Regions from separate parts of the Mus musculus genome. Here regions 1, 2, 4, 5, 6 and 7 are each linked to region 3. The links are chromatin contacts, called in public Hi-C, HiChIP or PLAC-seq and promoter capture Hi-C maps. All regions are on one chromosome and are shown on one strand. Each heading gives the region's core, a stretch centred on a gene start, on an enhancer-like site or on the middle of the called end of the contact. The rest is flanking DNA. Distances are from core to core; before and after follow the strand shown.

What was found. Promoter capture Hi-C pulls out the DNA fragments that hold promoters and counts their contacts. A called contact is a pair of places that touch in the nucleus more often than the background predicts. HiChIP or PLAC-seq counts read pairs in DNA pulled down with a chosen protein or histone mark.
Region 1: a promoter capture Hi-C map of liver shows a contact between it and region 3, with 4 times the contacts expected there. The contact joins the promoter of 1700093K21Rik here to the promoter of Mdh1 in region 3. A contact is called at or near these places in 4 of 39 promoter capture datasets (hippocampal neurons, liver and pre-B cells) and 1 of 484 Hi-C or Micro-C datasets (CD4 T cells).
Region 2: a Hi-C map of uterus shows a contact between it and region 3. The contact joins the promoter of 1700030C12Rik here to the promoter of Mdh1 in region 3. A contact is called at or near these places in 5 of 39 promoter capture datasets (hematopoietic stem and progenitor cells, hippocampal neurons, liver and 1 more) and 2 of 484 Hi-C or Micro-C datasets (CD4 T cells and uterus).
Region 4: a promoter capture Hi-C map of hippocampal neurons shows a contact between it and region 3, with 5 times the contacts expected there. The contact joins the enhancer-like site here to the promoter of Mdh1 in region 3. A contact is called at or near these places in 5 of 39 promoter capture datasets (the C10 cell line, the HPC-7 cell line, hippocampal neurons and 1 more).
Region 5: a promoter capture Hi-C map of liver shows a contact between it and region 3, with 2.6 times the contacts expected there. The contact joins the enhancer-like site here to the promoter of Mdh1 in region 3. A contact is called at or near these places in 6 of 39 promoter capture datasets (cranial neural crest, hematopoietic stem and progenitor cells, hippocampal neurons and 2 more) and 1 of 484 Hi-C or Micro-C datasets (myocytes).
Region 6: a Hi-C map of the N1E-115 cell line shows a contact between it and region 3, with 12 times the contacts expected there. The contact joins the enhancer-like site here to the promoter of Mdh1 in region 3. A contact is called at or near these places in 3 of 39 promoter capture datasets (hippocampal neurons and liver), 1 of 484 Hi-C or Micro-C datasets (the N1E-115 cell line), 1 of 115 datasets of contacts at active chromatin or transcription factors (astrocytes) and 1 of 9 other capture datasets (adipose tissue).
Region 7: an H3K4me3 HiChIP or PLAC-seq map of embryonic forebrain shows a contact between it and region 3, with 4 times the contacts expected there. The contact joins the promoter of Cct4 here to the promoter of Mdh1 in region 3. A contact is called at or near these places in 11 of 39 promoter capture datasets (the 3T3-L1 cell line, the C10 cell line, the HPC-7 cell line and 8 more), 3 of 484 Hi-C or Micro-C datasets (cardiomyocytes, myocytes and nephron progenitors), 3 of 115 datasets of contacts at active chromatin or transcription factors (cardiomyocytes, embryonic forebrain and forebrain) and 3 of 9 other capture datasets (adipose tissue, liver and macrophages).

What each region holds. Positions count from the first base shown.
Region 1 is chr11:23,517,873-23,520,703 of GRCm38.p6, reverse strand. 1700093K21Rik (RIKEN cDNA 1700093K21 gene) reads left to right here and starts at 1,509. Exons shown (of 5, transcript NM_026105.4): 1 at 1,509-1,635; 2 at 1,728-1,923; 3 at 2,562-2,663. The coding sequence starts at 1,829.
Region 2 is chr11:23,496,410-23,499,502 of GRCm38.p6, reverse strand. 1700030C12Rik (RIKEN cDNA 1700030C12 gene) reads right to left here and starts at 1,742. Exons shown (of 3, transcript NR_166706.1): 1 at 1,592-1,742; 2 at 918-1,041; 3 at 1-117. It overlaps Ahsa2 (AHA1, activator of heat shock protein ATPase 2), which reads left to right and starts at 1,464. Exons shown (of 9, transcript NM_172391.4): 1 at 1,464-1,728; 2 at 2,622-2,812. The coding sequence starts at 1,649.
Region 3 is chr11:21,570,128-21,573,205 of GRCm38.p6, reverse strand. Mdh1 (malate dehydrogenase 1, NAD (soluble)) reads left to right here and starts at 1,272. Exons shown (of 9, transcript NM_008618.3): 1 at 1,272-1,476. The coding sequence starts at 1,474. Wdpcp (WD repeat containing planar cell polarity effector) reads right to left here and starts at 925. Exons shown (of 18, transcript NM_145425.3): 1 at 836-925.
Region 4 is chr11:22,943,398-22,946,235 of GRCm38.p6, reverse strand. All of the region lies in intron 2 of Commd1 (COMM domain containing 1), which reads left to right. Among named protein-coding and RNA genes, the nearest start is that of Zrsr1, 27 kb to the left of the region's middle. Within about 2 kb of position 1,490, at least 4 of the 459 cell types and tissues checked have an H3K27ac peak or open chromatin away from gene starts, as enhancers often do.
Region 5 is chr11:23,274,613-23,277,336 of GRCm38.p6, reverse strand. Xpo1 (exportin 1) reads right to left here. Exons shown (of 26, transcript NM_001035226.1): 6 at 849-910; 7 at 257-301. Among named protein-coding and RNA genes, the nearest start is that of Xpo1, 20 kb to the right of the region's middle. Within about 2 kb of position 1,341, at least 3 of the 459 cell types and tissues checked have an H3K27ac peak or open chromatin away from gene starts, as enhancers often do. A contact at or near this core is called in liver, where this site is marked.
Region 6 is chr11:23,067,014-23,069,847 of GRCm38.p6, reverse strand. Gm12059 (a long non-coding RNA gene) reads right to left here. Exons shown (of 2, transcript XR_872307.2): 1 at 1,431-2,834. Among named protein-coding and RNA genes, the nearest start is that of Gm12059, 3.4 kb to the right of the region's middle. Within about 2 kb of position 1,472, at least 31 of the 459 cell types and tissues checked have an H3K27ac peak or open chromatin away from gene starts, as enhancers often do. A contact at or near this core is called in the N1E-115 cell line, where this site is marked.
Region 7 is chr11:22,989,328-22,992,240 of GRCm38.p6, reverse strand. Cct4 (chaperonin containing Tcp1, subunit 4 (delta)) reads right to left here and starts at 1,648. Exons shown (of 14, transcript NM_009837.1): 1 at 1,361-1,648. The coding sequence starts at 1,487.

The DNA.
Region 1 (2,831 bases), core at 260-2,759, 1.9 Mb before region 3:
TAGTGTTTGTTAATCTGGAAACAGGAGCAGCTCACAGAAGTCCACCCGCCTCCACCACTGCTGTCTGCCTCATACTCACAGTAAGGCTTGAAAATGGCCCATTCCCCTTCATACTGAGATACAGTGTCCACAAGGAGGACAGAGTATACTGGGTTTGCATATGTATCTACTTGGACAACCATTAGTAGATCCAAATAAATCTTTTCTATCTTCTCAGAAGCAACCTTTATGTGTAGAAAGACAGGAACAGACTCAGGCCCACAACCACAGGATCAGGGAGTGTGGGGAAAGCTGTGTACCTTCATCGAGGAGCCCACCAGGATTGTTACAACTCTGCTAGGTGCTAGTCACCAATGTCCTCAGTTTGACCTCCAGTCCCCCTCCCCCTCCACAAAGATGGAGAAGGTGAAGCCCTTCTGGATGAGGCAAAAAAGGTCTGGCCAAAGACCTTTTCTGTGATATGAAAGTATCTCTCTAAAATTCACTTTTGACACTCTGTCCCCAGAGCAGCAGGGTGGGGCCTTTGTGGATGGTCATAAACAAGGTCTGTAGAGGAGAGTCTGTCGTCTGTCACAGGATGTGGAGCACACAGCATGGAGCACTCCTTCCTTAGGGAAGACGTTGCAAGGCAGTGACTGGCAGAAAGGGGCCCATCCCATCCCATCACTAACCTGTAGACTCCTTGATCTCAAGCTTCTCCCTTCCAGAGGTGAGGAATAAATTTCTGCTCAGTACAAAGTATCCATCTATGGTCCTTGGAAGTAACAACGCAGAGTGGACCGAGTGCCCTGACCAGCCTCACCTTGGACTCTTTCGAGTTGGCAGAAGCTACCCTGTGTTTTGTTTTGAAGCAGGGTTTTGATAAGCGATATTTTAAGCATAATCCTCCTGCCTGAGCCTGCATCACCCCAGTAGCAGGCCTGTGCCACCACGCCCGGTATTGTTACATCCTTTCTTAAACTGCTTTCATCTAGGAAAATGCAGCGCTGCCCTTTCTGCCATGGGTTTACCCCCTACCTACCTGGTTAGGTCAGGCCTGCCTTTATCTTCTGACTTATCATCTTGTTCTACTCCTGCTTCCTGGAGCTGTGGCCTTCACAGCACCTGGTTGTGACTCTAGGAAGCCAGCACGGTGAGATGGAATAAAGAGCGTAGGCCACTCCTCCTGGAGAGAAGCCCTTAGATACCCTCATCCAGCTGATCGAGGTGAGTTTCATAAAAAAAAAAAAAAAAGCGGGTCAGTTAATCTCACCTGTGGAAAGGATGATCAATGGGGTTTGAGTCAGGAGAAGAAAGCTACAATCTGGAAAATACTTGTCTAAAAACTGACTAAGATAATGCCAAATGCCCTCTGCCTACAAGAGAATGGCCATAGTCCACAGCCCCAGAGAAGTTGGTGGCCTTCCTGCCCTCAGGCCACGGTCTGGAGCTCAGCAGTTCCATGGTTCTGTGAGGTCACTGAGAGAAGAATCAGGACTTGGGTCTGTCTCCAGCTGCTCCAAGTCCTCACTCCTTTGGGTTTTGGCAATTTTGGGATGAGGGGGGAGTCAGCCTGAGTAAGCAGTGGGTCCAAGTTCAGTCTCCCCTCCAGCCACCACAGCCTCTTACTGCCTTTATGAAGAGAAATTAGGCAGCGTGAGTCACTTCCACCAAAGTAAGCTGAGACTCTGAAGCTCCTCAGTGGGAGAACAACACTGAAAACGGCCTCTTTGTTCTTCTGTTTCTAGAAAACATAAAGAACAAGAAATCTGCATTCAAACTAGGCTGAACAAAAATGTTTACGCAAAGTGACACTGGGAAAATAGAGGAGATTTTCACAACGAACACCATGGCCTTCGAGACCACAGCGATCACATTCTTCTTCATCCTGCTCATCTGCTTCATTTGTATCCTCCTCTTACTGGCAATTTTTCTATATAAATGGTATAAGCCCATGTTAATACTCAAAGTAGATCTCAAGGCACGTAGCAAGTATATATAGAAATAATATATAATAATTTTAGATAGCTGGTGGCACACAGATATAAACAGGTGGCACACACCTGTAATCCTAGAATTCTGGAGGAAGAGGCAGGACGATTAGTAATTCAAGGTCATTATTACACAGAGATTTCTAGGTCAATCTAGGCTATGGGAGACGCTGTCTCAAAACCCAAATTGAAATAGAATAAGTATTGTAGTAAGTATTCCACTTCCACTTGTTTTATTTATTTATTTATTTATTTATTTATTTATTATTTATTTATTTATTTATTTATTATTTATTTATTTATTTATTTATTTATTTATTTATTTATTTATTATATGTAAGTACACTGTAGCTGTCTTCAGATGCACCAGAAGAGGGCATCAGATCTCATTACAGATGGTTGTGAACCACCATGTGGTTGCTGGGATTTGAACTTCAGACCTTCGGAAGAGCAGTCGGGTGCTCTTACCCGCTGAGCCATCTCACCAGCCCCAACTTCGGAGTTTTAAAAGTGCCTGTTTCCTGTTTAAAAGTGAAAGTCCCATACCATGCCTTAGAGTCTTCTTTTTTGAAGTTTTTCTTGTTATTTCAGTTACAGAGGTCACAACCATGAAGAGCCACTGAAGACCCTCTGTACAGGCGAAGGCTGCGTAGCTGCTAATGCAGAGATGGACAAACCCGAAGATCAAGACAAGTAAGTCTAGGGACTGGGGAGAGGGCTTGCTGCTAAGGTATGACACCCCAAGTTTGGCTCCCAGCGCCTACATAAAATGGTAAGTATGATAGCAATGTCTGTAACCCCAGCTGGGGGCAAAGACAGACAGTCCCTAGCCCAGGGGAGCTGTGTACTTCAGGTTCAGCA
Region 2 (3,093 bases), core at 493-2,992, 1.9 Mb before region 3:
CAGCCCACTGTCCAGGTCATCTCTCTTCCATCTGTGGCTGGACTTCTTCCCCTTTGATCAGCTGTCTTCAGACTCACTGCCAGGCAAGGATTTTCTTTTTCCATTGTTTTATCATTTCTTGAAAATTAAAGAAAGCTTCAATTAACTTTGGACATCTGAAATTGCTTAAATGTCTCAATTATTGTTATGGTCTATAAATGCCCCCCCCAGGGGGTGTGGGAACACCATGGTTTTGTTCACTAGCTATTGACCCAGTACTTTTTCTAGGACAGTTTCTTTCGGGGCCACCTTCCCCACTCTTTTACTTTTTCCATTGTTTCTTTCCCATTTTTGCAATGTCTTATTGGAGGTCATTTTTAAATCGCAGATCTGAAGAGTGCTTCAGGGTCCATTGGTCTCCTAGACTCACAATCGAGTTACATTCCAGTAAATTTATTTCTACTGGGAGTAGTTCTTGTATATTTTGGTATTTATACATTTTAGTGATTGTAGCAGCTTCTACCCTCAGAAGTCTTATTTTCTGTCAGGTTCAAATGAACATATCTAAATCTTATCATGAAATGTTTTATCAGGAGCAAACAGAAGAACTGGATGAAAAGTAGGCACACAAAGTACACGCCAATCATCGCTAGAGTCTTGCCTTCTGTCAGCTGTGCCTTTGGTATGATCAGTTGAACTAACAATGCCGTTTGATTTGGGGGGGGGGGTCACAGCATTGCTTCAGCAGTTTGAATGATGTAACTTCTCGAAGAACACATCGAAATGCAATAGCTCCAATAAACACCATAGCCCTTTCAGCTTGTTTTGCTGATAAGCAGACCACTGAATGGCAAGTGCACAGAGCAGCCAGGTCCTTCCCCATCTCCCATTGAACTACCTATTTTATTTGTTAAAATAATCTCCTAAGAAACACTTTCCAGATGGTGGCTTCAGTTTTTGCTAGAAGGTGAAAAACGATGGAAAGAATTAATAAACCCTTATTGTAACTGTATCCACAATCCCAGGCACTTGCAAGCACGATCTTTTGTCTCTAGAGGATCACTGCATGGAAAAAAAAAAAGCATTCTTTCAGTAAACCCTCGCGGGCCTCTGCTTAGGGACCTGCGCAGCTCCCATCCCAAGGGCCTCAGAAAATGGACAACCCGCTCTGGTACGAGCCCTGGGCGGAGTCTCGGTCGTTCGTAGAAAGCCCTGGCCAGAAGCCTCGCTGGGCAGCAGGAGCCAGCGGCAAGAACAAGGCGAACCAGGGGTTACAAAGCGGAGGGCTAGGGCCAGGGCGGAGCCTTAGGACCGGGGGGCGGGGCGAAGTCGGGGAGGAGCCTAGCAGAAGACAGCGCCAGGAGGCATAGGGCGGGGTCTTAGGGCAGAGAGGCGGGGCGAAGTCGGGGGTGGGGTGGGGGAGAAGCCTGCAGAGGGCGGCGCCCAGAGGTGTGGCATATTGGGGGCGTAACCGGGCTTGGGGCAGAGTCGATGTGGGGTGGAGCTGGCTGCGGGGAGCGGACAGCGGGGGGCGGGGCAGGCTGTGGCCGGGGCGGCCCGGGGCGGGGACTTCTGGCACTTTCTGGGAGCTGCGGGCGATCGGCTCACAGACCTTCTGGCCGGAAACCCGCGCGCTCCCGCTACCAGGGCCGTCGTCGTCAGCGCCGCCATGGCCAAGTGGGGCCAGGGGGACCCGCGCTGGATCGTGGAGGAGCGGGAGGACGGGACCAACGTGAACAACTGGCACTGGTGCGGTGGGCCCCGGGCGCGAGCAGGCGGGCGGGCTCCTGGGAGGGCCGCGCGGCGCCGCAGCACGGCTGCCCGTGGCGGGAGACGGTTCCTAACTGCGCTGGTCCTACGGCTTCAGGCTCCTCCTGAAGTTGGGCGAGCTCCAGAAGGGACTTCTGTCTCACCCTACCGGACAGCTGTGCCTCGGTCGCCCCTCACCCAGCCATCCTCGGCCTTGAGATGCGTAGTGCGCGTGCGTGCGCCGACGGTGCTGTGTCCGTGTGCAGTAGGAAGGCAGGGACTTGGATCTCACTTTCTTTGCTTTGTCTCAGTTTGCACTAGTTATCTGCCCCCCTTTGTGTCTCAGGAATACCGGGAGATGTCTGCCTCTTTGGCGGGCATTGGGGAAAGCTGAGGGAAGCAGAGCCCAGACTGCACCATAAGATGACTTAGCTGTCCTGAAAGAATTATGTTCTAGGCTGGATTCTATGATTAGGACACTGACGTCTCAGGCTGCTCTTTGTCCCCTTAGATGAGAACATTAGAGAGAATGCATAAGATAAATATGGAAATGCCAGATAACTGATATTGTGGTTAAGGCTATTTAAATGACTACCACCGTTACAGGTGGCCGCAGCTTAGCCAATCCATTTCCTGGGGTGGAGATTGCTGGACCCTTTTCCCCGGGGCCATTGTTTTTAAGATTACCCATTATTATATGGTGAATAATAGTGTCTTAAGAAACTGAGCAACAGGCTTAGAAGATACCTAGTAGAAACCTCGTCAGAGAAGCACATTTGCGAGTTGGAGGCTGCTTGAATACCAGGACTCACCTGGTCTGGGTTTGGATGGCATCCTGGCTGCTCAGATGGAGACCAGCTGGGCCATTCACCTGTCTTTCTATTCTCTGGCAGGACAGAGCGGGATGCCACCATTTGGTCCAAGGGGAAGCTCCGAGAGCTCCTGGTTGGCATTGCTATGGAGAATGAGGCTGGCCGATGTGAGATCAGTGAGTTGAAACAGGTGGAAGGTGAGGCTTCATGTAACAGCCGCAAAGGGAAGCTTATTTTCTTCTATGAGTGGAACATCAAGCTGGCCTGGAAAGGTAATGGGGGTCCTGGCAAGAGGCAGGTTGGGGACACCCTGTGTACAGTCTTAACGTTTAGTAGCAGTAGCTGATGTTCGGATGTGCTTGGTGTTGCTATGTTCTGAAAGCTGCACTTCACTACTCTAGATGCCTGAGGGGCAGTTCTTTCTCAGTTAAGCCCTTTTACCAGCATCTGTGACTAGGGCCTTAATGCAGCTGCCACCTGCCACCCTTCCTCCACAGATGCCTGCTTCCCTTAAAAATGTTTAATTATTTCAAAACTTAAAAAATTATTTCTG
Region 3 (3,078 bases), core at 23-2,522:
CCATCTCTGGGCTGGTGGTCCTGGGTTCTATAAAGAAGCAGACTTAGCAAGCCATGAGGAACAAACCAATAAGCAGCACTCCTCCATGGTCTCTGCAACAGCTCATGCCCTCCATATTCCTACTTATTCTGAGTTCCTCGAATGATGGGCCAAAATGTGGAAGAGTAGGCCAAATAAATCCTTTCCCCTAACCTGCTTTTGGTCATGGTGTTTCATCGCAGAAATAGAAGCCCTGACTAAGGCATCATATTTCTCTCTCCAAATACTAAATCTTCCAAAAACAAAACTGAAGCCATCCACCATCCATTTAATAGTGACAGAAAATTCTGACGTTAGACCAAGAGCATATTCATTGGTCTGTTCCAAGGCACATGTTTTCGAATATCCGTACAACAAACGGAGAATACAGATTTCCCTTAACAACTTTCATTTTAAATGAAAGCCTCTTGAGATGTTTTAGCTGCTAACATTTCGCCTGAAACAATCAGTGTCTCCCAACTTCCCCTGGAAGTAACAGGTTTCCAAAAAGAGAATGAGCAAAAAGTGTCAATATTCACAGTCGGCAAAGAAAATTAGATCGGTACACCACAAGTAAACACAAGGAAGGGGCTCACTCCACAAACAAAACTTTCTGACTTTACTTTGGAAAAGTTACACTGACTCAAACTGCAAGACACTCTTCGTCCCTCCTGAAAACTGTGGCATCCACACGCTCCTGACACTAACAGGGGACTCCGGAGGTCGCCCACAACCACCGGCTTCGGATTCAGGATACGCGCATCAGTGCCGCACCCTGTTCTGACCCCCAGATAAAAACCCTCGGGGCCGAGCTCACCAGCCTGGGACGTGAGAACACAGCTCCACAAGCTCTTGGTCTGGAGAGCGCTCAGGTGAGGCTGCCTCGTCGCCTAGCAACGGTGAAGCTGCCCGTTCTTCCGCAAGCGTCAATTCCTCCCGCCTCTGAGAGAGTTTTTAAAAGGTTTTGTTTCCGGGTCGAGCGGGCTTTAAGCAACGGAAGGTCTCTTAGCCGCCCTTGTTTAGTCTTGGGGGAGGATAGATTCTCGGTGGAGCGACGTGTGCTGTCGCTCAGGGGTCGTTTCTCCTCCCTCGAGTTAACGCCTCCTCTCCTGCCAATTGCTGAGCGCCATCAGGCAGGCGCCTCACTCAAAGCACCAACCCTCTGCTCACAGACGCGCTCCAATCACCGAGGCTCAGCCCCGGGACTACTTTGCAGCGAGGCGCGTAGGAAGAAGGGGTTTGGGGGAATTGTAGTTTAGCACTGTCAGGAATGCACGAAGGTGGGCGCCAGAGGTCGCCGGAAGAACTACACTTCCCAGAAAGGGCCGTGTCTCCAGCCGAACCTTTGCGGGCCAGCCCCGCGTTCTCTCCCAGAGTCTGTTCCGCTGTAGAGGTGACCTGACTGCTGGAGACTGCCTTTTGCAGGTGCAGAGATCGGCCTTGCAGTTTGCAATAATGGTGAGTGTGGGCTCCTGGAACCTGCAGCAGCTCCGGCCTCTCGGCCTCCTCCTGCGCTTGATGCGCTTTTAAAAAGCAGTAATGCCGGGAGCTGTCCTCCGCGCGGTTTGCAAAATCTGACTCATTCTCACGACTGTCGCAGTAACCCAGATACTGGAAAGGGGTTCGCAAGGACTCTAGAGAAATCACTGTCCTTGGAAAGTCGGGTCTCAGTCCTTGCGCAGGAGGGACAAAATTTTCTCCGAAGGACCTTAAAGGATTTGTTGTGGGGGATGAGAATTATGGGAGGGGAAGAATTAGGTCCTAACACTATTTTGCCTCTTAAGCTCTTGGAAAGAATAGGCCTCTGATGTTGATTTACCGGTAGTGCTCCAGGTTATGATCCCAGTTTTCAGGAGACATGTTTCCACCATATTTGATTTAAAAGAAAACAAATGTTACTGAAAACCTATTCTTGATCTCCGTTTGTAATGACAGGACTAGCATCGCTAGTCAAACAGTGCCGATATTCTTTACTACTCTGTCATAAATTCTGAAGGCCTCCTTGCAGATGTAACGTAACCATCTTGTTGAAGCTCTAGATCTATCTTGTCCTCAGCGGGCGGAGGGGGGTGACGTGAAAGAGAGCTCTGACGTAGGACTAATCTTCATGCTGTTTGAAGGTGACATTTGCCACCAGACTGGAAATTGCTAAGTACTTTGAAATTTACATTTTAAAAATACGTGTTGTCCTTTAATATCAAGATGGGAAATGTGAGATGAATTGAAAATTTTTGGATGAATTGGAAATTTCACAGAACCCAAGGAGACATGTTTTCAAACAAGGACAAAAACTCCCTCAATCTCTATAAGAAACCCTAAGGGAATAATTACTAATTTCCAGTCATTGTTGCCTAGTTATTTTGACACATAAGTAGTTATTTAAATTATGGCTTAAGCAGTCTCTGTCTTAATAATTTTAGTAATAAAGTGGCACTAGTTATCCAAGAACTTCAGACTTTAGGCTGTTAGGCCTATATGAAAACCTTTTTACAATCATCTTATCCAAAACCCCACTTTAAATACTAAAATTTAATTTGTTGAGACTCAGAATGCGAGTTGCTCAAGGTCATAAGGCTTGCACCTAGGGTCTCTTGTTCTTCCCATTTACCAGGATTGTATTATGTGTTTGGCAAATCACTTCATAATCCCCTTTAGGAAATAAGTCCACAGAATCAGCATGTAACATCTGATAGCTTTGTTACATGTCATTCAGAGTGTTGAAATTCTGAAGTTAAAGGGGCATTTAAGGATTGTTTCATCTAATCTTAAAACAGCCTGTCATGGTCCTTGATTTCCCAAGGTCAGAGAGATCCAGGGCCCCTAGTTAGAGTGTAGAGTTTGTTATTCACTAGATGGAACTGGCCTCACCCTTAGAAGGTCACATCTGGGCCAGAAGACATGAGTTGTTCCAGGTAGAAGAGTTCTGTGATGTTGCAGTCTCACATGATTCATAACCATCTTGCCTCCTGGGAAGAGGATGCAAGCAAATTGCTGCTTTAGAAAAGACCTGTCAGTTCCAGTCACCGTGGTGGTACACGTCCTAAATCCCAGCTCTTGGGA
Region 4 (2,838 bases), core at 241-2,740, 1.4 Mb before region 3:
ATTTTGTGTGTGTGTGTGTGTGTGTGTGTGTGTGTGTGCTCATGACTATGGAGACCAGCGGATCTCCCTTTAGCTGGAATTACAGGCAGTTGTGAGTTGCTAAATATGGTTGCTAGGAACCAAATTCAGGTCTTCTGCAAGAGTAGTATTTACTCTTAACTGATGAACCCATATTTGCTTGTTTAGTATCTGTCTTACATGAAATTAAAGGACATAAAAGCAGACACTATGCTATTTTGAATATCTCATTCCTTCTTGAATCATGGATGCTAATGACAGTATCAGACTTAGTGGTTGTTATGATCTTGAATGTTGCGCGGCTTCAGAAGGACTATAACAGGCCAAACACTTCCACGTGAGGTTTATTGGGAGAGAGAGGGGCAAGGTAGCAGCGGAAAGAGAAGGGGGAAGAGCGATAGAGAGAGGGAGCGGATATGGGGGAAGTGGGGACTGTTTATGCTCTCTTTTGATAGCATGCACAGTCCCTTCCCCCACCAAAGATGCTGGGATACGGGTAAAGGCTCTATGTAGGAACCAGCTTACCGCCTCCATGTCTAATGAGTTGTGTTAGCGTTTTTCTTCAGCAGAGGGACCCTACTCTCAGTTTGTCAGAGAACAACTCATAGTGCAGGCAACAGCCTGGGGTGTTTCGGAATTCCCTTGAGATCCATTCAGCAAATAAATGCTATTTTCTACAATGAAAGTTTGTAGCTCTTATCAGATTTTTTTTCTTCCATTTTAAAAAATTCTTTTGTAGCCGGGCGTGGTGGCACACGCCTTTAATCCCAACACTCGGGAGGTAGAGGCAGGTGGCTTTCTGAGTTTGAGGCCAGCCTGGTCTATAGAGTGAGTGAGTTCCAGTACAGTCAGGGCTACACAGAGAAACCCTGTCTCAAAAAAACAAACAAACAAACAAACAAACAAACAAAATCGTTTGTATAGACAAAGTCTTACATGTATCAGCCTGGCCTTGAACTCACTATACAGCCGGTCATGGTGAAGAATGTCTGACCTGCTCCATGGGCCTCTCCAGGAGTGCACAATCATGCCAGGGTTTTGTGATGCTGGGTATAGAGTCCAGCATGCATGTAGTACATGCTGGCAACACATGCACATAAAACACAGAATAATAAAATTATTTAAAAATTTTATAAAGGTAAAAAATAAACCTAATATTGGAGAAACTTTCAAAAGACATAAGAGAGAAACCTTTATTATGCATACCTGGCCCCTAGTTCAGCTGCTAGCTAGCACTCTATGCCGCTCATTTTGGTTATTTTATCAAAGAAAAGAGACCTCTCAAAACATTGTATACATTATACAATTTTATATTTACTTTTGTTGGGATGAGAAAGGGAAGAAAATATTTACTTTTTCTCACTTGCATATTATTATTTTCATTTAGCTTTGAAATAATTCACTCTAGCAAAGAACTTTTCACTCAGGAAGAGGCCCTTTGAGAGAGGTCAAGGACCTCTTATGAAGAGTTCACTTTGTAAGCTGGCTTATGTTGCGAGGCAGTGAACTTCATTTAAAACAACAGTGGCCTGGCCTGCACAGGAGCCGAGGTTCAATCTCAGGGCCTCAGAAAGAGAAGAGGAGACTCAGAGAAGAGAATAGTCTTTAAATTAGGAATGTCCTTGCAGATGCCTGACTGCTCTTCTGGAACTTGACCTAGTCAAGGAATGCACCATAGCTATTTGAATCCAGTGTCTTTTTCTTTTCTTTTTTTTTTTTTTTTTTTTTTTTTTTTGGTTTTTCGAGACAGGGTTTCTCTGTGTAGCCCTGGCTGTCCTGGAACTCACTTTGTAGACCAGGCTGGCCTCGAACTCAGAGATCCACCTGCCTCTGCCTCCCGAGTGCTGGGATTAAAGGCGTGCGCCACCACGCCTGGCTTCAGTGTCTTTTTCTTAAAGGAACATCCTCTCTTGGATGCTCAGTGGCAACTGTAAAGTTAAAGTGCAGGGATAACTTTTGTGAAAAAGTTACACAAAATCTGTGAGTTAATACTATCAGAAACCTAATTTTCTCTTTACATAATTCAGAAAGCCCCACCCCCTGTTACTTACCTGAGACAATAAACTTATAAAGAATGCTTATTTGGGCTTCCACTTTTAGAGGTTTGGGTCCGTGATCAGTTGGCACCATTGTCTGGGGACGAGGGTGGCACATTGTATTGGAAGTGTGTGGTGGAGCAGGACTGCTTACTTTATGGACAGGAGAGATGGGGAGAGTGAAGGAGAGGGGCAGGTAGGGAGGAAGGGAATAAGGCTACATAATGTCTTTCAGGGGCAAATGCCAGTGACCCAAAGGTTTCCATTGGGTTATATACCACAAATTTATACCACAGCTCAGCAGCACCAAGCTGAGGGTCAGGCTCATGCAAATCTAGGACCTTCTAGTCATAAGACTGCAACCTTTTTAGAAAAAATTACTTTAGTCTATGCTTTGACATGGTGCTTAAAAAAAAAAACTTTTGCTTTTCAGTGGGTACAAACAGCACCTGATAATTTACCAGTTTTGTGTTGTTGGGGATTGAACCCAGGCTTTTTTATATCTAGACATTGGTTCCATTTAGGCCTCTAGCAGTTGATTGAAAGGAGTACTGTAAGGAGATTCAAGATTGAATAGTGAGTACATGTGTGGGCGAGTGGGAGGGTGGGTGAGTGGGTGGGTGAGTAGGTGAGTGGGTGGGTGGGTGAGTGAGTTAGTGGGTGAGTGGGAGGGTGGGTGAGTGGCTGGGTGGGTAAGTGTATGGGCAGGTGAGTGGGAGGGTGAGTGAGTGGGTGGGTGAGTGGCTTGTGTGCTTAGTGCATGTAGAAGTCAGCAGAAAGCATC
Region 5 (2,724 bases), core at 92-2,591, 1.7 Mb before region 3:
TGTTAACCAAAAACCTGACTTTAATTCCCAGGGCCCATGTCAGTAATAACCATCTTTAATTCTGGCCCAGGTTTCATATGCCTTCACACCTTTGTGGAAACCTTCACTTGCATGCATATACTCACTGGCAGACAAACACATCTACACATAATAAAAATAAAAGTAATTGTAAAAATATATTCATCTATAGGATAAGAAAAGATCCAAGTACTAATCATTTAATTTTTCTGATGAAGATGGCTAATATGAAGCTTACCTGAACAAGAATCATATTCAATTTCCCAATATACACCTTTTCTTTCTAGGGAGGGTGAAAAGGGGTCAGATTAGAATTCAATACAAACATAAGCATAGAAAATAGTTAATGTCTATTAGAAATATACATGCTCCTGGGACTATTAAAAACAGACTAACATTTAAATTATTTTCCTTTCTTTAATACATTCTCTGGGAACCAGGGAGGTAGCTGAGCATGCAAAGTCAACTGCCAACAACTCTGACAACCTGAGTTCAAGTCTCTACATCTGTAATGGTAGAACCAACTCCCAAAAATTGCCCTGTAACCTCAAATAGCACTCAAGTGTTTACAAACACGCACACAGAATATTATTAAAATAAATAAATTTAATTTTATAAAACCATTAAATCTCTGGGGCATCTGAGATGGTTTTCAGAGTAAATATGAATTCAATCTTCAGACCCACAAGCTTAGTAGGAGAGAAGGGGAGAAATGACTCAAGTTGTCTTCTGATCTCCACACCCATGGTACACACACTCACCTGCACGTGTACACAAAACAAACACTGAAATGAAATAAAATAAAACTTAAAATCTAACATTTTCCTTACCTCTACACAAGTTGGGTCAGAGGATGTCTTGATAATGAGACCAACAACATATTTTTTTATTCCTATAAAAATATAATGCATAAAAAATTAACAAAAAAATTAAATTAGGCAAGGAATTTTATGAATCTAATTCCAGCACTAAGGAGTTAGAACACCCTGGAATTAGAATGTGACTCTTAATTCAAGAAAGACACACTTTGCAGGGCGTGGTGGTACACACCTTTAATTCCAGCACTTGGGAGGCAGAGGCAGAGGCAGGTGGATTTCTACAAAGTGAGTCCCAGGACAGCCAGGACTACACAGAGAAACCCTGTCTCGAAAAACCAAAAAAAAAAAACAAAAAAAACAAAAAAACAACCAAAACAAACAAAACAACCCAAGAAAGAGACATACTTTTACTCTATGCTACAAACATTCAGGACCTGGTAGAGAGCAGAGACAGTTTCAAACTCCAATTCCTTCACCAGTGCTGGCAACTGCAAAGAATGCCAATTAGGACTTTGGATATAGTTCAATATTCAATAGTAAAGCAGTTGCCTAACACACAAAACTCCCTAGGTTTGAGTAAACACTTCAAAAAAATGTTAACGATGTTCTCTTCCATGCTTTTGACTTTAAGCTTAGAGCAATCAAGACCTATGTAGCCATGAAGTAGCCATCCATCTCCCTCTGTCACATCAATTTTATAGTCAACGTATACCAAGTGCCAGGCATTCTTTGATGAAACAGATATATCTGCCTGGTCCTAAAGCTAAAGCATGACAATTGCCTGAAGCTATGGCCAGCCTGGCTAAATACTGAAGCCACCAGGCACACTTCAACTCTTGGTCCTGACTCCAAAGTTCTAGGAGTATAGGACCATGAAAGCCTGCCTAAATTACCTATTTTTAATCTTCTGAATTTTATCTTTTTTCTTTCTTTAAAAAAAAAAAAAAAAAAAGAGGCTGTCCTTGAACTGACCTCTGCCTGTTTCTGCCTCCTGAGTGCTGAGAGTAAAGATGTACCCACCACTGTACAGCTACCTTTTAAACTTTGCCACTCATTTGTCTGGTTTGTCACCTGTGTGTGAAAGCCCACTGATCAAAAGATGAACAGGTAATGGTGTCAAAAGCTATCTAACTTGGGTGCTTCAAACTGAACCCAGGACTCTGTAGGCATGAAAGAGCAGCAAGGGCTCGTCATAATTGCTAAGACATCTCCAATTCAGAATTTTTTTCTTTGCAACTGTCCTCTATTTTTTACAAAGAAAATCCATACATCTGTAGGTACATTTTCTTCAAAGGATCACTTACTGCTTTAGCTTTTACTGATAGTTTCTGTTTCTTTCTTTTTTTTTTTTAAATTAAGTAATCATTTGCCCTCTGCCTAATAATAGAACAACAGTATTTCTTATTTCCTGTAGCTGGACTGGCCTAAATAAAACTCCTATATATCTAAGGATGATCCTGAAGGCCTCACCCTCCAAAGCTATTTTTAAGAAAGTAACTAGCCTGAAACACTGTATACTACACAGGTCTTGAATTTAGAGTTGATCTTCCCATATCTGTTTTCCCAATACTCAGGCTTACTTCTTTTCATCTTTTTCATCTTCCTCTCATCTTTGAAACAGGGTCTTAATTTAGACTGATCATTAGCCCTGTGTTAGTATTGACTTGAACTTTTATTTTTACTTTTTAAATGTAAAGCTGGATCTCAATGTATAGTCCTGGCTGGCAGCTGGAGTGAGAGCTCAGGAGGCAGAGGCAAGCTTATGTCTGTGAGTTTGAGGCCAGCCACAACTATGCAGTGAAACTATCTTGAAAAAAACAAAACCAAGACTGGAGATGGCTCAGTGGTTAAGCGCACCAGCTTCTATACCAGAGGTCCTAAGTAAAAT
Region 6 (2,834 bases), core at 223-2,722, 1.5 Mb before region 3:
ACTATGTGGGTTCTAAGGATCCAACTCAGGACCCGAGGCTTCAAAGCAAGGGCCTTTACCAGCCAAGCCATCTCACCAGCCCTTTTTTAAAAAAGCTTTTTATGGCCCGGCATGGTGGCGCACGCCTTTAATCCCAGCACTCGGGAGGCAGAGGCAAGTGGATTTCTGAGTTTGAGGCCAGCCTGGTCTACAAAGTGAGTTCCAGGACAGCCAGGGCTACACAGAGAAACCCTGTCTTGGAAGAAAAAAAAAAAAAGAGAAGCTTTTTGAAAACTCCTACTCTGTGGGAAGCCACATGTGCCGTTGCAGAGTGGCACTGACTACTGCTGGCCACCACGCATAAGATTGGACAAACAACCAATGTGTACATATGCAGTAAAGTTTTTTGCAAAGACACTGCCTGGCCCAGGCATGATAATGAGGTTCTGTAAGGTACGGAGAGTATAACCAATCAGATGTGAGACATGCAAATGAGGTATGATAATGAGGTTCTGTAAGGTACTGAGAGAGAGTAGCCAATCAGATGAGGAACATGCAAATGAGGCTTAGTGCATAACCAATCCGGGTGTGAGACACGCCCCTCCTAGGCCTATAAAAGCAGCACCAGTTCTTCCTGGCCAGTCGAGCGCGTGCAAGACTACTCCTTTTAAGTAAACTTCAAATGAAGTAAACGACATATGTGCACATGTACAATAAAAACCCTGCAAGTGTATACGGAAATGCAATCAGGTAAGCAGGGAGTTGGAGAGGGACGGAAGCTTGATTAGGTATGCCTACCACAAAGTTAAAACCTTTCACAAACTAAACCTTACTGGCTTTAATAGCCAAACGATTTTTGCAATCTTTAAATAAAAGTTAATATTGCTAATATACAAAAGCACTGTAAGTTTTAAAAATGTTAATACCTCGAATATAAAGAAAACAACTTATAAGCAAGGAATTCATAAAGAACCAGTAAGTATATGGAAAGTATTCAGTTTTATACCTAGGTAACAAAATGCAAATTCATACAAGAGTCTGACAAAAGGCTGACTAGTAACAGAATGATTCATGCTGTCACGCAGCATTCTAATACTTACTGGGAAAATGCATTTTAATAAGAACACTTCTAGGAAGCCTCTGTTAAGGTTCAGAATCTTACAAATGGGCATTCCCTTTGATCTAGCAATCTATCACTGCTTGTAGAAATGAAAAATTGTAAATACCTTAAAAGCCCAGTAACTATGGGTTCTTTAAACAACTAGAATAGCCATACGACCACTTAAAATGTATCTAAGACCTGGAAAAACAGGTACCAAAAACCCCTTTGTGCATATTTGAAAACTCTACATTTACATAGCAGTATGACAATACCCTCATCCTTGTGGGTTTTGTGTCCCACTCTGGTGGGCAGAGCCACCTTAGGTAGCCCAGGCATGTCTCAAGCTGACCTTGACTATACCTTTGGTTCCCAACGTAGACGATTACTTCACTTAATTTCCCCCACTCCGTGGTTTTTGACACAATCTCGGTATGTAGCCCAAGGTGGAGTAGAATTCGCAGTAATCCTCCTGCCTCAACAACGCCCGTCATTTTTTTTTTCTTTTATTGCTTAACTATTTCGGATATAATTGTGTACTGTTGGAATGCTGTTCGCATAGCAAACTGAATTTTTTTAACGCATTATTTTTAAAACGAGGCGATGAGAGAGGCGTTGCCAGCACCATGCCGGGCTCCGGAAAGGTGAAGGGCTCAGCGCCTTAGAAACAAGCCCCCGCACCAGGGGATTAAGGGCCACGGGGGATGGGGGGGAGCCGTGACGGCTGAGGGAGGGACCTCTAGCCTTCTGAGGAAGTGCGATCCCTCTTCCCGCTGGAGTGCGCGCCGCCCGCGCCTTTATTGCGGAGGTGTGGAGAAGAGCGTGGGAACAGCACGCAGGACAGCCTCCCGCTCCAGCGTACAGGGCGGGCGCCGTCAGCGCCGGTACCAACGAGACAGGACCGCGCTGCGTGCCTAGAGCGGCCCTGCCGCTGTGCGCGTGTGCAGAGGCGGTCCAGCCCGGTGCGCTCAGCGCTAGTGGGCGAGGTGATCTGTACCCTGACTGAAGGTCTAGGGCAGTGCTGACGCGAGTTCGCAAGGCGCGTTCGTGCTCCTGGTTGGTAGGACCCAGGGGCAAGCGAGGCTTTCCTCAGAGCCCTAGGATGGGAGGTGGAGGGAGACGAGGCCAGGTTCTGCAGAAAGAAGGCTCAGGCTAGCCCTTGAGGAAGAGTGAGGAGCATCGGGACAAAACGGCCATCCTCCAGACCCAGACGCTGAGTATGGAGACACCTCGGCCAATCACTCTATTGGAAAACCAAATAGAACAAACCTGTTTGGGATGAAGGTTGATAACCAATTTGGAATGATGTGTGTTGAAACGAATGGATTTTGGTTTTGAGGCATTAGCAGGACATTTGAGTAGAAGAGCTGATAGGAGATTTGTTTTAGAAACTGGGTTTACTCTGTAACCCAGGTTGGCCTGGAGCTTAGTTTTCTCGGCTTCTCAGAGCAGAATTCCCGCCTTGTGCCGCCACGCCTGGCTGAAGTTTGGGAACATGGACTGTGAATGTAGAATGTAAGGTGTAGTCTGCAGCTCAGGAGAGTCAGCTAAGTGACAGTTGTCTATAGTCATGTTTACAGGCTCAGTGTTTAGTCCCTAGCAGAAAAAAATTGAAGTAAAGCAATGTAAATGCATTGTCTTGACTAAAAAACTCCATAGGGATTGAGTGGTAAGTTTGACATAAAACTATATATAATTTCACAGAGCAGACAAGAATCATGAAGTTTGGGGGGCGAAAAACTTTGGAAGGCCTGGA
Region 7 (2,913 bases), core at 399-2,898, 1.4 Mb before region 3:
TATAGGGAATGTTCTTGACTAGAGATTGAGGGGGAAGGGCTCAATCCTTTGTGGGTGGGTCCATCCCCGGGCTAGTGGTCCTGGGTTCATAAGAAAGCAGGTTGAGGGGCTGAAGGGATGGCTCAGCAGATGGATAAAAGATGGCTGCTCTTCCAGAGGCCCTGAGATCAACTCCCAGCACCCACAACCACATATAAACACAGTTCTATGGGATCCAATGCCTTCTGGTGTACAAATATACATACAGACAAAACACCCATATACATAAATTAATAACTAAATCCACATAACCTGTGTTTTCACAATAATAGAAACCCTAGCTAAGATGGTTGCCTGAAGTAAACTCATTTCTTAATAGAGTGTACACTCTCTTGGTCACTCATCTGACTCTAGAATTCATCTTTCAACATCCCAATGACTCCACTACCACAAACGTAATTAATGAACTCAATAAACTTCCAGGTGTCAGGTATTCACTCCAAACTTCCAAAAGACTCTCACATGGAGCACCTGGTCAGCTTGGCGTCTCCAACTCCTTAAGGCCCATCCTGCGCACACACCTCACAGCACCAACACATTCCAGTCACCTGGACTGGTGACTGCAGTACTTGTCAGGTTTACTTCATACACTTTCACATTTAATCCTCCCAGCAACCCTGCAAATCAACTGTCACCTCACCCAACTTACAGCTGCACTGCGAAGTCAAGAGTTTCTTGGATCCTAGGACCTTCAGAAGATAAAACAACACCCCGTCCACTTCCCAAATCATGCATCTTTGTCTCCAACCCAAATAAACCCTGGCAGTATCTCTTAAGGCTTTGTTGCTTTAGACGTCAGACGCGTCAAATAGCACATACTGAGAATAAAACTCGGCCTGTCTGGTTTTCACCACGTGCTTTTACAACCCTATGTCGCCCACCTGCCAGTTTAAGGGAATTTATAGTGACTATCCGATTAGTACTACGGAGCCAAAGAACGTTCATAAGTTAAATGAACTTTTTTTGAAAATGTTGAAAAAGTAAAATGAATTTTATTTGAAAGCTCAAAATACTGTGTCGTCTACCACTAGGTTTGATAAACAGCCAAGCTTTAGTTCTTAAGAGTCAGATCTCAAGGATCATTGCTTTCAGTATTTTAAACGGCTGTCTGCGCCAATGTGACCAACACCGCCCATGCCTGCAGGAGACGAACTAAGGAGCTCGGCGTCCCACAATGGGGCGTGTCCGAGGCCTCCACGCTCCGAGTGCTTAGCAGAAAGCTGCAAACGAGACCACCTTGAAGGAACACAACCCACCCAGGGCCAAGGTCACAGCGAGGCTGGGCCGTTCCGCCGGAGGCGGGCCGGCGACCGGGTGATACCTTTGGCCGCGGAAATATTGCTGAAGCGGATCTGGGCTGGCTTGTCGCGGTCCTGGTAGGCGCTTTTCCCGCGGCTGCCGGGCCCGGCGGTGGGCGCCCCGCTTCGGGAAGCTACGTTCTCCGGCATGGCGACCTTGGTGGCGTCTGCGCGGGTTCAGGAGGACGGATGGACACGGATTCCGGCTTGCTGTGGAGTAACGGTCTCCCTGACCGCCTCCTCCACGAACCTTCCAGAAAGCGACGCCGGGAGAGAAGGCGGAAGCCGAGCAAGGGGCCTGCTGGAGAGCCGGCGCGGGTGTGACGTCAGGGGCTGTCTGCCGCACGCCGGCTGCGCAGCTTGCGCGCGGAGATGTGGCTACGGACTGTCCACCCCTCCCTGTGCCTGAGATGGAGCGGGAGGTTTTATAGGCGTGGCTGTGGCCGTTCTAGATGGACCCGAGCCTTTAGCTTCTGCTAGTGCTGTTGAGGAAGCTGTGACAGCTCTGGCTTTGTTCCGGAGTGGGTGTGGTGCAACCGGCCTTTTACGGACATCCATGTCTAAATTCCAAATTCTATTCCTAGTTTATTCACTTTGTAAAGGTGTTGGAGGAGAGATGTGCCATGAATAGTTTCCTCCCTTTTGTATATATTTTGACTGCCTAGGGATTTAAATACACTAGTTAGACGGCACAGAATCGTAATAGTTGTGGGGCGGTGACTGCCTATCAAATCCAGTCTGCCTTCTAGTTAAGACCTCTTCCATAAACATAACCACTGACTCTTAGGGAACATAAACATTCTAATAACTGATTAATAGTTATCTGCTGAGCAAAGTGTGAAATCTTTACACTCTTTACCCCCCCCACCCCACCCCCACACTAATCCTCATAATCCCATGAAATAGGTGTCATCGTCTAGACTTAAAGGATGATGAAGCTAAAGCCCAAGGTCAACCAGTAAGGCAGTGGAAGCCAGTACAGAGCCAGGACTCTGTCCTTAGGTAAACTTCCAAGGTTTCTATAATCATGATCATTGACCACCAGAGTTTATATAGGTAATACTCATTCAGTGGTAGTTCACAGTTAATAATTGAGAGCCATAAGGTGCCAGATGCCTGCGGTAGGTTAACGAACAATTGTTTCATGGACTTAGTCCTGTAATTATGAGAAGCATTTACATTCATTCACTCTATTAAGACTAAGATGAACTTTTCAAGCCTCCCCTTGGGGGACACGTCTTTTTCAAAGACCAGTTTACCCCTCCCTCGAAGCACACAAATATTCTATGGTTGTTGAGACAGCTGACTTATATGAAGAGAACAGGTACTGGTACTGTGGTGATTTGAGATGTCTCCCCTAGTTTTAGACATTCAAATACTTGGTCCCCAGTGGGTAGCTCTGATTGGAGAAGCTTAGGAGGTGTAGCCTTGCTGGAGTAAGTATATCACTGGAGGCTGAGTTTGTTTCAAAAGCTACCAGCCAGTTTGTGCTCTGCTTCCTCTTCACAATATGAGATGTGAGCTCTCCCTTCTCCATGCCTACCTGTTGTGAAGCTTCCCTGCTGTGCTTCCCAGT